Linked DNA regions of Zea mays: region 1 is linked to region 2. A link is a contact called in public Hi-C data. All regions are on one chromosome and are shown on one strand. Each heading gives the region's core, a stretch centred on a gene start, on an enhancer-like site or on the middle of the called end of the contact. The rest is flanking DNA. Distances are from core to core; before and after follow the strand shown. Region 1 has its middle 16 kb from the start of TRNAK-CUU. Region 2 holds the start of LOC100274850.

Evidence for each region. A called contact is a pair of places that touch in the nucleus more often than the background predicts.
Region 1: a Hi-C map of leaf shows a contact between it and region 2, with 5 times the contacts expected there. The contact joins the enhancer-like site here to the promoter of LOC100274850 in region 2. A contact is called at or near these places in 3 of 25 Hi-C or Micro-C datasets (ear and leaf).

Annotation. Positions count from the first base shown.
Region 1 is chr6:104,619,927-104,626,831 of Zm-B73-REFERENCE-NAM-5.0, forward strand. It overlaps the pseudogene LOC109940347. Among protein-coding and RNA genes, the nearest start is that of TRNAK-CUU, 16 kb to the right of the region's middle. Within about 2 kb of position 4,830, at least 20 of the 20 cell types and tissues checked have an H3K27ac peak or open chromatin away from gene starts, as enhancers often do. A contact at or near this core is called in ear and leaf, where this site is marked.
Region 2 is chr6:104,554,356-104,561,575 of Zm-B73-REFERENCE-NAM-5.0, forward strand. LOC100274850 reads left to right here and starts at 3,385. Exons shown (of 1, transcript NM_001149114.1): 1 at 3,385-4,484. The coding sequence starts at 3,552. The coding sequence ends at 4,007. It overlaps LOC109940346 (a long non-coding RNA gene), which reads left to right and starts at 7,159. Exons shown (of 2, transcript XR_002263145.2): 1 at 7,159-7,220.

The DNA of each region.
Region 1 (6,905 bases), core at 3,580-6,079, 67 kb after region 2:
GAAAATGAGTTATGCCACTTGCATTACGCACGACGTTTTAGCTCGTCGGCGGATGGAACAGTGTGATTTATTTTAATATTGCCATTTTTAAGTAACTCATCAAATATTTTATCACATTTACCAACATTAAATGTAAACTTTATCTCCTCTTGCCGTTTCTTTTGAACCGGCTGTAAGGAAGCACAAGCCGAAGATTTGGCCTGCTTTGGCCAAACCATTTCAGCAGCGTACACTTCTGCTGATTCGTCATCTGAGCTACTTTGGTCGCATTCTACTATGTGTACGTTGTGACGCATTGTTTTAGCAGTTTCTTTGCTCTGGCTTTCGCAAGCCAAAGCTCTCTGGTGTAACTATGCTAGTGTAAAAAATTGGATGCCTTCTAATCTTTCTTTTAAATAATATCGCAGACCATTAAAGGCTAATCCTACTAGTTGTTTCTCTGCTAAATGAATTTGAAAGCATCGGTTTCTTGTATCTCGGAATCTCCGGATGTAATCATTAACCGATTCATCTTTTGTCTATCGCAACGACACTAAATCTACCAAATCCAACTCATAGTCACCGGAGAAAAAATGATCATGAAATTTTTGTTCTAGATCCCCCCATGATGAAATGGAATTAGGAGGTAAAGTGGCATACCATGCAAACGCGGTTCCTGTTAGCGATAATGAAAATAAACGTACGCGAAATGCCTCTGTGTCGGCCAATTCTCCCAATTGTGCTAAGAACTGGCCTATATGTTCGCGTGTGTTTTTCCCTTGATCACCCGAAAATTTTGCGAATTCGGGTATCCTGGTTCCCTTTGGGTATGGGTGGTGATCAAATCGACTGTCATAAGGTTTCCGATATGATTGCCCCCCAGGAACCATGCTTACTCCGAGCTTATCTCAGAACGCCCCGGCTATTTCTTCCCTTACTATATCAATGGCAGCCGGTGCGAGACCACCGGCTCTCTGGTCAAACATAGGTGGGGTTGGCTGGATATTAGCATGTTGTCTTTCCCCCCATTGGTTTGAGTTACGTGGTGCATTTTCATTTGCCCTATGTGGGTCATAGGTTTGATCATTTCTTTCCGGCCTCCTGGGTGGGGCCGGAAAGCTTTCCTGGGCTCTGGATCTTGAATTAATGGGTTGATGCATTGTATAGTGCGATGGGAAGTGCTGGTGGGACGGGTGAGGATTCCGGTAACAATCCTCCTCAAAAAGGTCATGTGCGGACTGTCCAGACATTGGCTCGGACCGTCCGTGATTATGTGCGGACCGTCTGTTGTTGTACGCGGACGGTCCGACTGGGTAGTTTAGATTATGTGTCGTGTGTGGTGGTTCGGGCGCATATCTAGGTAACTCATTAAAAATCGGCCCGACTGTTGTTGGTCCGGACGGTCCGCGCTCACGTGCGGACGGTCCGGGCATGTGCAGATCGGCTGATTTGCTGCCGATTTGCGGTTGCTCAGGGTATGTGTCCATCGACATCCCATAAAGGGGTTGTGACTGGTCGTGACAACCTGTAGCCGATGTGTTACGCGTGTTACCTCCTAACTCAACCTCGTGCGAAGGAAAATTTGTGATACTAGATTTATCAAATGCACGTACTAGTCTCTTAAGATCGCTTTGCATACCCCCCTATGATGTTCTGCATTTGTTCACGCTGATCTTCTACATAATTTCTAAGAGATTGCAGATCGTTGGTATTACTTACATTGGGGATATCTGGCGTGGGTTGGAGCGAAGCCGGATCCGTCGCCCGATGTCGGACGACCTTGTTGTTCCTGTCCACTTTGAAGTTGGCCAAGAACTTTGCTTTCGCCTCCTGGATCATCCGCTCCTTGTGCTCCTCGAACTGGAGCTGCTCGTCAGCCGGCAAGGTTTCCCAAGTCAGCTCTATGATGTTGCTTGGAGAAATATCAGAGCTATCCCTTGAACCGGCCATTGAGGGCCGATTTGATGAGCTTAGATATGTACTTCCCCAACGGAGTCGCCAAAAAGTATGTTGACGCCTTTCCGGAGCGTCAAACACTCAACAAGAACCGTGGTGGTGCCCTCTGCACAGGGGCGGACGGTCCGCGCGCGGGGCCGGACGGTCCGCGCGCAGGGCCGGACGGTCCGCGGCCTGGTGCGAGGCGCGGTGGTACTCTCTGCGCAGGGGCGGACTGTCCGCGGCCTAGGGTTGGACGGTCCGCGGCCTGGTGCGCGGCTAGGGCTTCTCTGCCTGACGGCCGGACGGTCCGCGCCCTGGGGGCCGGACGGTCCGCGCGTACGCAGAGGCGGCGGAAGTCGCCGACGGCGCCTGGATCTTGCTCCCGGGAGGGACCCCGTCGGGGAGGAGAGATCCTAGGTGGTGTCTAGGCTCGGGCCGGCCGACCTAGACTCCTCTAATCGGCGTAGAGCCGAAGAGAGCCGAAGAATTTGGGGATTGGATAGCTAAACCTAAACTAGACTAGAACTACTCCTAGGATAAAATGTGAAATAGAAGTTGTATTGATTCGATTGATGATTACAAATCGGCCGTAGACCTCTCTATTTATAGAGGAGGGGGGCTAGACCCTTTACACAACTGATTCCGAGCTCATCCCGCGAATATAACTAACAACCGTAGCACAAAACTCGGAACCCTAATCTGTTCTGCGCATGCGCGGACCGTACGGCCCACAGGCGCGGACCGTCCGGCCTCAGGGCCGGACCGTCCGCTTGCTCATTTCTGGTTCAAACAACTCCGCTCCTCTCTGTCTTGTCAGCTAGGTATTATATATAGCGCGGGCCTCGCAGTATTCGCCACGGACAACACGCCAAGGATCTGTGTTTTTTTCCCATCACGTTAGCTGCCACCGAAATCTATAACCTCTGAAGATACTATTTACTGTGCGCACAGCGCACACGATCACCATTCTAGTGCCGGGAGCCAAAGACATTTTTTTTACGTTAATATGCCCCCAAAATTAAAAGATCTTTGGAGGAACGAACTATCCAAAACAAGACCATCTCCATCAGTTCATCCGGATGGGGTAGCCTTAGCCCTTAGGCAGCATTGGGCCTGTGGTTGCTGAATCGAGAATGGTGTTGGGGATCTGAGGGTGCATTGCAGAAGCATAAATGATGGCATGTCGCGGTCGCCGGTGATGACTGACGATGAGGGGGCTCTGGAGCTCGCTCTCGCCTACCGGCCGGCAGCGTGCAGAGGTACACCGAATCATTTGGTCCGGCCGGCACATGCCTGCCGTGTGCGTCCGTCGACCTGACCACGCCTTGTACTTTGGTCCTACCTGCTTATTACTGGGCCACAAATTCCATCTGGCCCTCGAAAAAAAGAATTTCGAGACGACGCTGGAAAAGGAAATCGAAAGAATTATTATTATTTCGCCGCCGCCGCCTCCTCCTCCTCCTCCTCCTCTCCTCTCCTCTCCTCCTCTGCTCCTCCATTCCGTTCGCCTTCGAAAACCACCCACAGAGAAATCGAAGTGGGGAACAGAAGGGAGACGGGAGATAGAAGAGAGATGGCGCAAGCGACGCCGTACGAGCTGAGGAGCAGCAGGTGGAGGCGAACAAACGGAAGCTGGAGGAGCTGCAGCTCCACCACCTCTCTGCATGCTGCCATCAGAGAGGCCGCCGCCTCTAAGGGATCTGGCCAACCGGGTGTACGCGACCGACGAGGCGAGGAGCTACCTACGCCATCTCTAAGGCGGAGGATCTGGAGCAAGAGCTGGACTCCAGCTTCCCCATCTTCATCAAGCCCACGACCCAGTCGGCCAGTCCCATGTCACCGCGGGCTTTTAGTTGAGAAAATTCCTGGCATGCCATCAGATTTTATACTCATCCCTTGTGTGCCACTGAGTGGCATATAGGTATATTTTTTGGTGTCTATGACATGTGGGGCCAGTGGCATACAAGGAATGAGTATATTTCCGATCGACTCATTTCTGCCGGAAGTACCTGCCCCAAGCGTGACGAGATGATCACCCTGCTGGATGGAGATTGCCTGGTGGTCTTCCAGCTGATTGAGCAAACAAAGCTCAGGGTCTACATAATTAGAGCAAGTTCCTACTACGGAAATAAGCGAGGACTGATTGAGCAAATAAGCGAGAACCAGTGAACATTACACAATTTTTCAGAATGGCTGTCATGATGTTGACCGGTTTCCTTCATCCACTCGATCAGTTATGCTTATGCATGCATGGAGGCCGGTGGCTGCGTCGGACAAGCTTGCGTCTGGGAATAATCGCTTCGGTGGGTCTCTTGAAACTTTTGGGTGGCAGGAAGTTAGCTGAGCTGATGATGTACGAAATGTTCAGATAACCCAAGTATTCCTACCACTTGCTCTTGCTGATTTGTGTACTTCTTGGACTTACCACTTGCACGGTTCAGAAACCTGCACTGTGTATGGGACTAATGGGGGGTGTTGATGGCAGCTGACCTCGTCTTGTAAATGATTGATTCCCCCTCCTTGTTTCTTCTTAAAAAAACCGGAAATCGAAAGCCTGATTTCCCCGTTCATCGTCATCGTCGTCATCCATCATCGTCGTGCTGCTGTTGTTTAGTTTATATTTTTTTATTTAATTCACGGGCTAAAAAAGGAATCCCTTTATTCATTTCTCCATTTGCTCAGCCTCAGCGTGTTAGTTCCTATTCATTTGTTGCCTTTTTTTTTTGATGATTTCAGCTTTGAAGCACACCACTGATTGACGCAGCTGTTAAAGCGAAGGGACTGTAGTTGTCAGCTTTTTTTCGAACTACTTTGTTCGCGGCTGGAAATTTCTCGCTGGCACGGCGCATCTTGTCCGCCTAGGCTTTGTGTAGGCCGGTTTTAGGCCCAAAAGGCTCTCTCTGGCTTGACAATCCACTTTCACCGTGACATAACTAGGCCTATTGTCGTAGGCCCAATGCGGGAGTAGTAAAAATACAACGTGTGTAATTTCGGCCCGTCCGCCTCTCACAGTTTATATCCTTCTGGCTGCAGCGTTTGTGGCATTGGATTCTAGTTCTAGTCTAGCTATAATCTTGACCCCGACTTTACCTAAGCAACAGCCGACAAGGATCGATCACAACTGTTCTATAAGGTACAAACTAGAACAAAACATTCAGCCACACGTCCTTTATCTGTTAATCATCAGAGCTACATAAAAAGATTACCCCTGACAACTCAAAAACAAGCAGATACCTACTGATGCTAGCCTGCGAGCCCATAGGTCATCTCCATGCAGAATGCCATCTTAAGAATACTCCCGCATGTAGGGCTGGAAACGAGCCGAGCCGGCTCGGCTCGATGCGGTTCGGTGCCTTAACGAGCTCGGCTCGACTCGACTCGTCCATTTCATGAGCTGACGAAAGAGGCTCGGCTCGGCTCGACCTTGGCTCGCGAGCCGGCTCGGCTCGCGAGCCATATTATGATACTTATCGTTGCATTATTTGGTGAATTAACATTATATAAATTTTAAATATAAAATCATCATTCTACATTATGAGTAAATTAAATTATAACTTGTAATATATTTGTCGGCGACCATAATTAGGGGTACCCTCAAGGCTCCTAATTCTCAGCTGGTAACCCCATCAGCATAAAGCTGCAAAGGCCTGATGGGTGCGATCAAGTCAGGGATCAGTCCATTCGAGGGACTCGATCACGCCTCGCCCGAGCCTAGCCTCGGACAAGGGCATCCGACCCCGGGGGATCTCCGCCTCGCCCGAGGCCCCCCTCCAGCGGCGAACATATTTCCGGCTCGCCCGAGGCCCTGTCTTCGCCAAGAAGCAACCCTGACCGAATCGCCGCACCGACCGACCAAATCGCAGGAGCATTTAATGCAAAGGTGACCTGACACCTTTATCCTGACGCGCGCCCCTCAGCCGACAGAACCGAAGTGACCGCCGTCACTTCGCCGCTCCACTGACCGGTCTGACAGAAAGACAGCGCCGCCTGCGCCGCTCCGACTGCGGTGCCGCTTGACAGAGTGAGGCTGACAGGCAGTCAGGCCCGGCCGCAGGCACCATAGGAAGCTCCGCTTCGCCCGACCCAGGGCTCGGACTCGGGCTAAGCCCCGGAAGACGGCGAACTCCGCTCCGCCCGACCCAGGGCTCGGACTCGGGCTAAGCCCCGGAAGACGGCGAACTCCGCTCCGCCCGACCCAGGGCTCGGACTCGGGCTAAGCCCCGGAAGACGGCGAACTCCGTTCCGCCCGACCCAGGGCTCGGACTTGGGCTCAGCCCCAGAAGACGACGAATTTCGCTCCGCCCGACCCAGGGCTCGGACTTGGGCTCAGCCCCAGAAGACGACGAACTCCGCTTCGCCCGACCCCAGGACTCGAACTCCGCCCTGGCCTCAGCCAACGGCCTCCGCCTCGCCCGACCTAGGGGCTCGGACTCGACCTCGGCCACGGAAGACGGACTCGACCTCGACCTCAGAGGAGCCTTCGCTTCGCCCAACCTAGGGCGCGGGCCGGCCACGTCAACAGGAGGCGCCATCATTACCCTACCCCAAGCTGACTCAGGCTACGGGGAACAAGACCGGCGTCCCATCTGGCTCGCTCCGCCAGATGGGCAATGATGGTGCCCCGCACGCTCCCTGACGATGGCGGCTCTCGGCCCCCTTACGGAAGCAAGAGGACGTCAGCAAGGATTCGACAGCCCCGACAGCTGTCCCTCCGCCAGGCTCCAGCGCTCCTCCGACGGCCACGACATCACACAAACCGGGCGCCAAAATCTCTCCGGCCGCCACGATGGCGTGTACTTAGGGCGCTAGCTCTCCTCCGCTAGACACGTAGCACTCTGCTACACCCCCATTGTACACCTGGATCCTCTCCTTACGCCTATAAAAGGAAGGACCAGGGCCCTCTTAGAGAGGGTTGGCCGCACGGGGACGAGGACGAGACAGGCGCTCGCGCAAGGCCGCTCGCTCCCTCTCCCGTGTGGACGCTTGTA
Region 2 (7,220 bases), core at 2,135-4,634:
ATAGATATGTATAAAATTTGATGTTGATCTTTTATTATGTTATCAAGCACATTAGTACAAATATGAATAAAATATTATATAAGTTGTTTTATGTATTATTTGCTCCCTACAACACAAAACGTTGAAAAAATTACCGAATTTGTTTCCGAATCCATACCGAAGTTTATATCTATTATTTGAGAAAATGTAGGATGAATTTGAGGTTTACCTTTTATGAATCTTAACAAGATGGATGTTAAAAACAAGAATACAAATTTTTATTGTATATTCTATATCCTATTTATTCGCAATCAAAGAAAAAACTGATTACCGAATAAATACCGTTTCCGACCGTTTTCATCCCTAGATGCATGACCGATCGAACCAACAAGTGAAAATCGGCATCTTACCATGGGGTCGGAGAGCAGAGCCCACAGTGAATCCTTGTTACCATGGGGCCGCGACGGGCGGGCAGGTGGATGAGGACGGATATGGATGAATGACGCCATCATGCTGCATGGTAGCTAGCTGAATGAAGAAGCTGAAGCGCGCGCGGCGGCACTGAAGCCTACAACTACTACAAAGAAGCTTGGTTTTTAAACTCCTCCCTGCCCAGGGCCTGGAGCCCTGGATCACTCTCGCTCGTGGCTTCTGCTGCGCTGCTACTGCTACCTGCATGCACGTCTGACGAAAACGATTCATCAGGCACTTTTAAAAAAAATGGCCATGCTGTGACAGGCGGGGCGATAGACGATACATGCGCGTGCGGCGTGCGTGTATGCATGCAGGCCCCCGGCAATGCAAACATATGTTATATCTTAAATTCGATCGTAAATAGTATCAGTATATATCTATCTTTCTGAATTAATTAATTTGTTGTAAAAAAAGCATATACTACTACTAGAACTAGTCTTATGATAACAACAGTTTTTATTTTCAAATCGTCAATGTTTATTTTTTAGTTATATACGGACCCATTTATTAACTTGTGAAAAAAAACTAAATTAAAACTGCATCAGTATCCTTTTACGTGCACGCATCATGCATGCACGCATCAATGCATGGCGCGGATCGTGCATATGCATGCATAAATGCATCCCGTCCGTCGTATCGTATATATGCAGGTGGACGGTCCGTACGGCGTCCAGCAGCCTACGTGCGTGCGTGCATGCAAGTCAGCAAGAGAGTGGCCAAAAATTAACACGCGCTAGCTGCGCTGCTGCCGTACGTCTCGCTCACGATCGGCCGGCTGGGAATGGATCGGGCCGGGACGGGGTCGACATATCCTGCACTGCACGCTCGGGGCCGGCCGTAATGCACACTACTATACTGTGTATGCCACCCGCCGGCTCCATGCGTTTATTACGACCTGACGACATGCCATAATAATTCATCCCGTCGTCTTCAGCGAAAAAAAAAAAATCATGAATCAAATTGCTGGCCGTTTATTTCAAATTCGTTTGTATATATATAGAAGAGTCGTCTGTCCGCTGTACGTACCCGAGCAATTTACAGTCGTTGCACAAAGAGGAAAAACTAAAAAGGTTGGTTAGCGTTTGTAAGTTACCACGAGGATTTAGACATGCAGTTATTATTAGGGCTAGATTCCATTCCATCGGGCTGCTGAGAAACTGAAGCCCCGGAGCCGCGCGCTGCTAGCTTGTCGCGATCGCCTTGACAGCAACAGCAGCTGCTACTGCTGCTAGTACCTGGCAGCCGTGAAAAGCAAACAGAACAATCGAGCTGTCTGCTGGCGATAGATCGACGCGGATGGGTGGATGATGCTACTGGAACTGGACGGCCTGGATGGACCCATAACTGGCGCAGAGGCCGGAAATTACCAGGGCCTGCATGCGTCTGCCCCCCACAACACACGGCGCCGGCGTGAAGCCCACTACGGTCTACGGCAACGACGCACGGGACCCACATGGCAGCGGCCGTGCTCCCAAGCCAAAACAACTGAAAAATGGACCCACATGCATAACTCCACCTCCTGCTCTCAGTTCATCTATCTATGTCAGTTTAGTTAGCATGGAATTAGCAGGCCACTAACTAGTCACGGCTTGAAAAATGATTACTTTAGTACAGTAGTATGCTATATATATACAATATACTCTATATTGATTAATGAATATGTAGTGAGGCACCAAATTAAAAAGGAGGAGCAGTTAGTATACGGACAGCACCCACCAGACAGAGAGGGCAGAGTTGATTATTAGATCCATCTAACCCCTAGCTTGGAAGCTAGTAGCACTGGCTATATATGACCAGGGTCTGTACCCTATATATACACAGTAGTAGTGCGACGTGTATGGATTAGCGCTGCCGAACGATGACGATCAGACGAGCAAAAGTACTACAACGGCATGTGCATTCACCACCCACTTCACTACCATGTAGTAACACAACACACGAGCATGCATATATAGTGAGGAACATTCTTGCGGTGAGCTCGCGGTCAGCTACCAGCGCAGTGCTGTACAGTACAGGCGACGGTGCATGCATGGCGGTGTCGTCGTCGGTGCAGTAAAAACTCCGGCGTCCCATCTGCCACCTGCATGCATGCTCTGGCGCCGCTGATCCGTGGCATCTATCTCGTCCTTATTAATATTTTTTTTTCTTGTGCACAGCAAGTGGGAGAGAGAGATGGATGGAAGAAGCTAGGTGCGATCTACTCGATCATCTGTTCCAAATAAGGCTCTGTTTGGGAACAAAGTTTTTGAAAACCACAGTTTTTGAAATACTATACTATACTTTAGTTATGACAGTACCGTAGTTTATAATACCGCAGTTTTGAAAATTGAGGTCCAGAGCTAAGTTTAGAATGCCTTAAAACAACTATAGTATTTGCAATACTTCAGTTTTGAAAACAGAGATTTTACCCAGCTTGCCAAACACCATTATGTATATAATACTGCAGTATTTGAGAATACTGCAGTATTCTTCTAAAACTGCAGAAAAACTTTGTTCTCAAACACCCTCTAAAAGTTTAAACCGCTCCCTAGCTACTCTCTCTCTTGCTGCCCGCACAATCATTTGCACCACGCGTCCACGCCACCACCACCACCCCTTGGCCTTGGCCTTGGCCTTGGCCCCCCTCTCTGTGATCACTCGATCCCTCCTAGCTTTCTCTCTCTCTCTCTCTAATGACTATTTGACATGCAGCCTTTTGTTTTGCAGCAGCTACCCCTGCTGCCTGCATATAATTCTGTTGCCTTCTCACCTCACTCTCCTTTAGTGGCTGGCTCATCGCTCGTCTCTCTGCCTGCTTCCCATTGCCACCATCATCATCACCTCCATCTCCTCGCCATCACGCCTGCCGGCCGGCCGGGTCTTCCTTCTCCCTCCTTTGCACCGCCGCTACAAATTAAAGAGCACGCACACTGCCTGCGCGACCTAGCTGCTGTTCTGTTCTGTTCTGTCCTGTCCATCACAATTCACGCGACGACGACCCGGCCTGCGGGCAGATCTTTCTTGACCTAGCCAGCTCGTTCTTGGCGCACTAGCTAGCCAGCCAGCTAGTAGCTATCCTCGCTCCTCCCCACCGTCCTCAGTGCTAGACTATTCGTCCGATGGGCGGCGTCCAACTCGACGACCTCTCCGAATTGGCCGTGCTCCGGCCGATCCAGACAGCGGCAGCGGCTCGGCCGCCGGGCGACGACGCCGAAGACGGCCCGGACGCCGCCGACACGGGCTGCGTCACGCCAACGGCCTCGAGCTCCCGGCTGATGCCGATGCCGCGCCTGGACGGCGGCTGCGGCGCCCTGGACAGTACCGACGCCGCCGCCGCCGCCTGCGTCACGCCGGCGGCGTCACCTTGCCTGCTGCGGCCGGCCACGGTGTGCCCTCCGGCGCCGCGGAAGCCGGCGAGGCCGGCCGCGCCGCCGCCCGACAACAAGAGGAAGCGCTGCTGCTGCGCCCGCGCCTTCTTCCCCGTGCCGCACGACCTCTCCGCGGTGTTCGTGCCGCGCAGGTCGCCGCCCAGGGCCGCCACCGCCAAGAAGGTCCGCCTGCACCTCGTGGGCTGACGAAAGCCAAGCCATGCCACCGGCGGCACGACAGGATGCATGCCATGCCACCACGCGCCATGCTTTCTTTCTTCGTCCTCCGATTCATCCGCCAGCGCATCACGCGCGCATCAGTTGCGCCGGCGCGCCATTGGCCATTTGCTGCGAGTGCGATCGATGGAGGACAAATTCTTGGGCTTCCTGACAAGACAGAGGACACGACGACCAAAGGCGGGCGGGCGGGCCGGCCGGCCAGTACAATCGATCAGATCAGAGTGTTTCTGCAGTGATTGCGCTACCTTCTCAATCTCAGATCGATCTCGAGCTGCCTGGATCTGAATAATCGAATTGTAAATACCACATCGTCGTTGGCTGCGCATGGTTGTCGTCTTCGCGTGTCGAGGGTGTATAAAGGCCATAGTCGTTCCTGTGAAATTCGCTGCCTGCAAACGCATAGTTTTCTCTGCAGGAGCGCCAATGCAAACAACGGCCGGCGCAGATTAAATTTCCTCATGCGTGATCTTATTGCGCGCGCGCTCCATTCGATCCGGCGTGTCGTCTGCATATATCTTCCGTTTTCCTTTGCAGATTCCGGTTTCTGGTAACTGGATCTTGGATTGAGCTAGCGTTAACTAATAACTAAGCGCGCGGCCAGTATAATAAATCTCTGCCATTTTCCTTCTTTCCTTCTGCTCTTAGAAGAAGGTGGGGGGCCGGACAACGACGTAAAAACTGATCGAAGAGGGTCCTGATCCTGAGTCCTGACTCCTGACCAGAGCTTCCAAATCGTGTCGTGTCCGCTTGCTGCAGTCCTTTTTTGGATGGCACCAAACCTAACCAGAGATGTGGGTGCGTGCAGTGCAGTGCAGTGCAGTGCATGCATGCAAGATTCAGAGGGCACAACAGATCTGCAGGGAAAGAAAAAAGGGCAGTTGAGCAGGCACGGCGCAGCTGCTCAGATCTGAGCAGGCTTGAGGGCCGATGGTTTAATGATTCGCCCATTCCTCGAACTGTTACGTACGATTTCCAGAGTATTCAAAGTTTGATCTGCCTCGATGGAGAAAGAACGCATGCAGCAGGATCAATCAAAATGAATGTGCGAGTGTGTAGATTAGACGGTAGACCTGCTGCTGCCTCTCTGCCTGGTCATCCTGGAAAAGCCTGGCCCTAGCCTAGCTGGAGAATCTGGCGAGAAAATTCTGAGAAAGCCATATTTTGCCTCTTTATATATATATATATATATATATATATATATATATATATATATATATATATATATATATATATATATGAGCCCTGTGCTTCTTATAACTAGAGAGAGTCCTGGTCATACCATTCGGTCTGACTAACCTGTGCGTGGCAGAGGTCCGAACCTCTGGAGGCCCAGCTGGGCGAGCCCGAGTGCTACCCAATTCACCCCCAGGTCACACCAAATTGCCAATCGCCCTCATTCCAAACCCTAGCCGTCGCCAGCCTTGGAGCTCTCGGATGCGGCGGCTCCTCCTCCACTCCCCCTCGACTCCTCCTCCATCCCCGACGCGGCGACTCCATCCATGACGCGGCGGCGCCAGCCTGCAGGTACGTTTCCTTCCCAGTCCATCTCAATCTTCTCCCCAGTCCCCAGTGGCCCAGTCCCGTCGTCGAGGGGCATGTGGCGAGGCTGCGCTAGTGACGCCGAGATCCAGGACTGTGCCAGGGATGCCAAGATCTAGAGCTGTGCCAGGGACGCGGAGATCTATTCTGTGTTCTCCGCCGTTAGTCGATGCCGTCGATCTCCAGCTTCCCCGAGGCTGCTCCAGGTGCTTCCTTTGCCTCCCTCCCATAGCGGTGAGGCATGGCGTCGCTGGTGGCGTCGACGGCCACGGACGGCGCGGTGGTGATGACGCACCTCACGCGAGATCCTCCTCCGCCTCCCCTTCCTTCACTCGTCTGTGCCTACCTCAGCTGTCGCGCCTTCCTGGCCGCCGTCCGCTCTTCCCGCGCTGCACCCGCCTCTCCTCGACTTCTTCTTTGACCCCCGACGACAACGAAAATTCCACCTGCATGCCCATTCGCCGCGGCTCCGACGAAGGCCACACGGCCGCCGTCCGCAGCCTGGACGCCTTACTGACCCCGCGTCCCGGCAACTGAACTGTGATCGTGTAGGTTGCTTTCTGCATACATGATATTGCCTATCAAGGTAGATTTGCCAGAGCAGACTTCGATCTTCTTAATCTACCTTGACAGTTTATTGCCATCATTTGATTTTATTGATGGGTAAGGCGTTCATGTTCTATTGCTTCACAATGTCTGTATGTTCTTCTAGCTTCTTAATCTACATTTATCCTTTTTGTGCTCATCGATCACATTCTCAATAGGTATGTTGGCAATATCCATCTTCAAGTGACGGACGCAGTACTGCAGGAAGTCTTCCAAAGCATTGGTCCAGTACAAGGGTGCAAGCTCATCAGAAAAGAAAAGGTGGATCTTTCTTTATTTTAATTTTAAAATGTCTATAGATAGCTTGTAACAGATAAATCCATACCCCACCTGTCCCCAACACCCACTCGCCCACTCACCTGTAAAATTGTGGCTGCCTTTCTAGATTGCTCTTTGCATCTGATTTTTGGCTTTGCTTTCCCCGTATGTCTCAAGTCTGTTACCATTTATGGCTTTCGCACATGTAAACATTTATGGTTGCTTATGTTGATTCATACTAGCATCTATGTTAATTTTTTAATGCACGACCTTAATGCTACTTTTAGGTGTATTTATGATCAATCACCATGTATTTTACGCTCTTCGGTTTTTTATGTCAAAAAATGGGTTTTTACGCTGATTTATATGTGTGCCTATGCTGCAACACATACAATTCTAACTAAATATGCATAAAGAATTCGCTGAGTAGCAGCAGCACGCCAGCACCTCATATTTTATTCTCATTGTTTCTACTTCATTAATTCATTGACCCATGTCTCTGTCTTGGTATATTCTGGAGACAGATCCCCACGTCCAGAGTTACAAGAAGATCAAGCTTGGCGGTGGCTGCTGCTGTGTTGCCTCGTCTTGTTGGACCGAAGAGAGGGAGGGGAGAAGCAGCTGGCGTGCAGACTTCTACTTGGGTGGAAGTACCTGCTAGGATGACAAGATCTCGCTCAATAGATATATGCATTATCATTTCAAGTCTATATTGAGTGGCAGAGCACTTCCTAATTTTTGCTAAAAATTGTTTGTCGTGCATGTATCCACATTCAG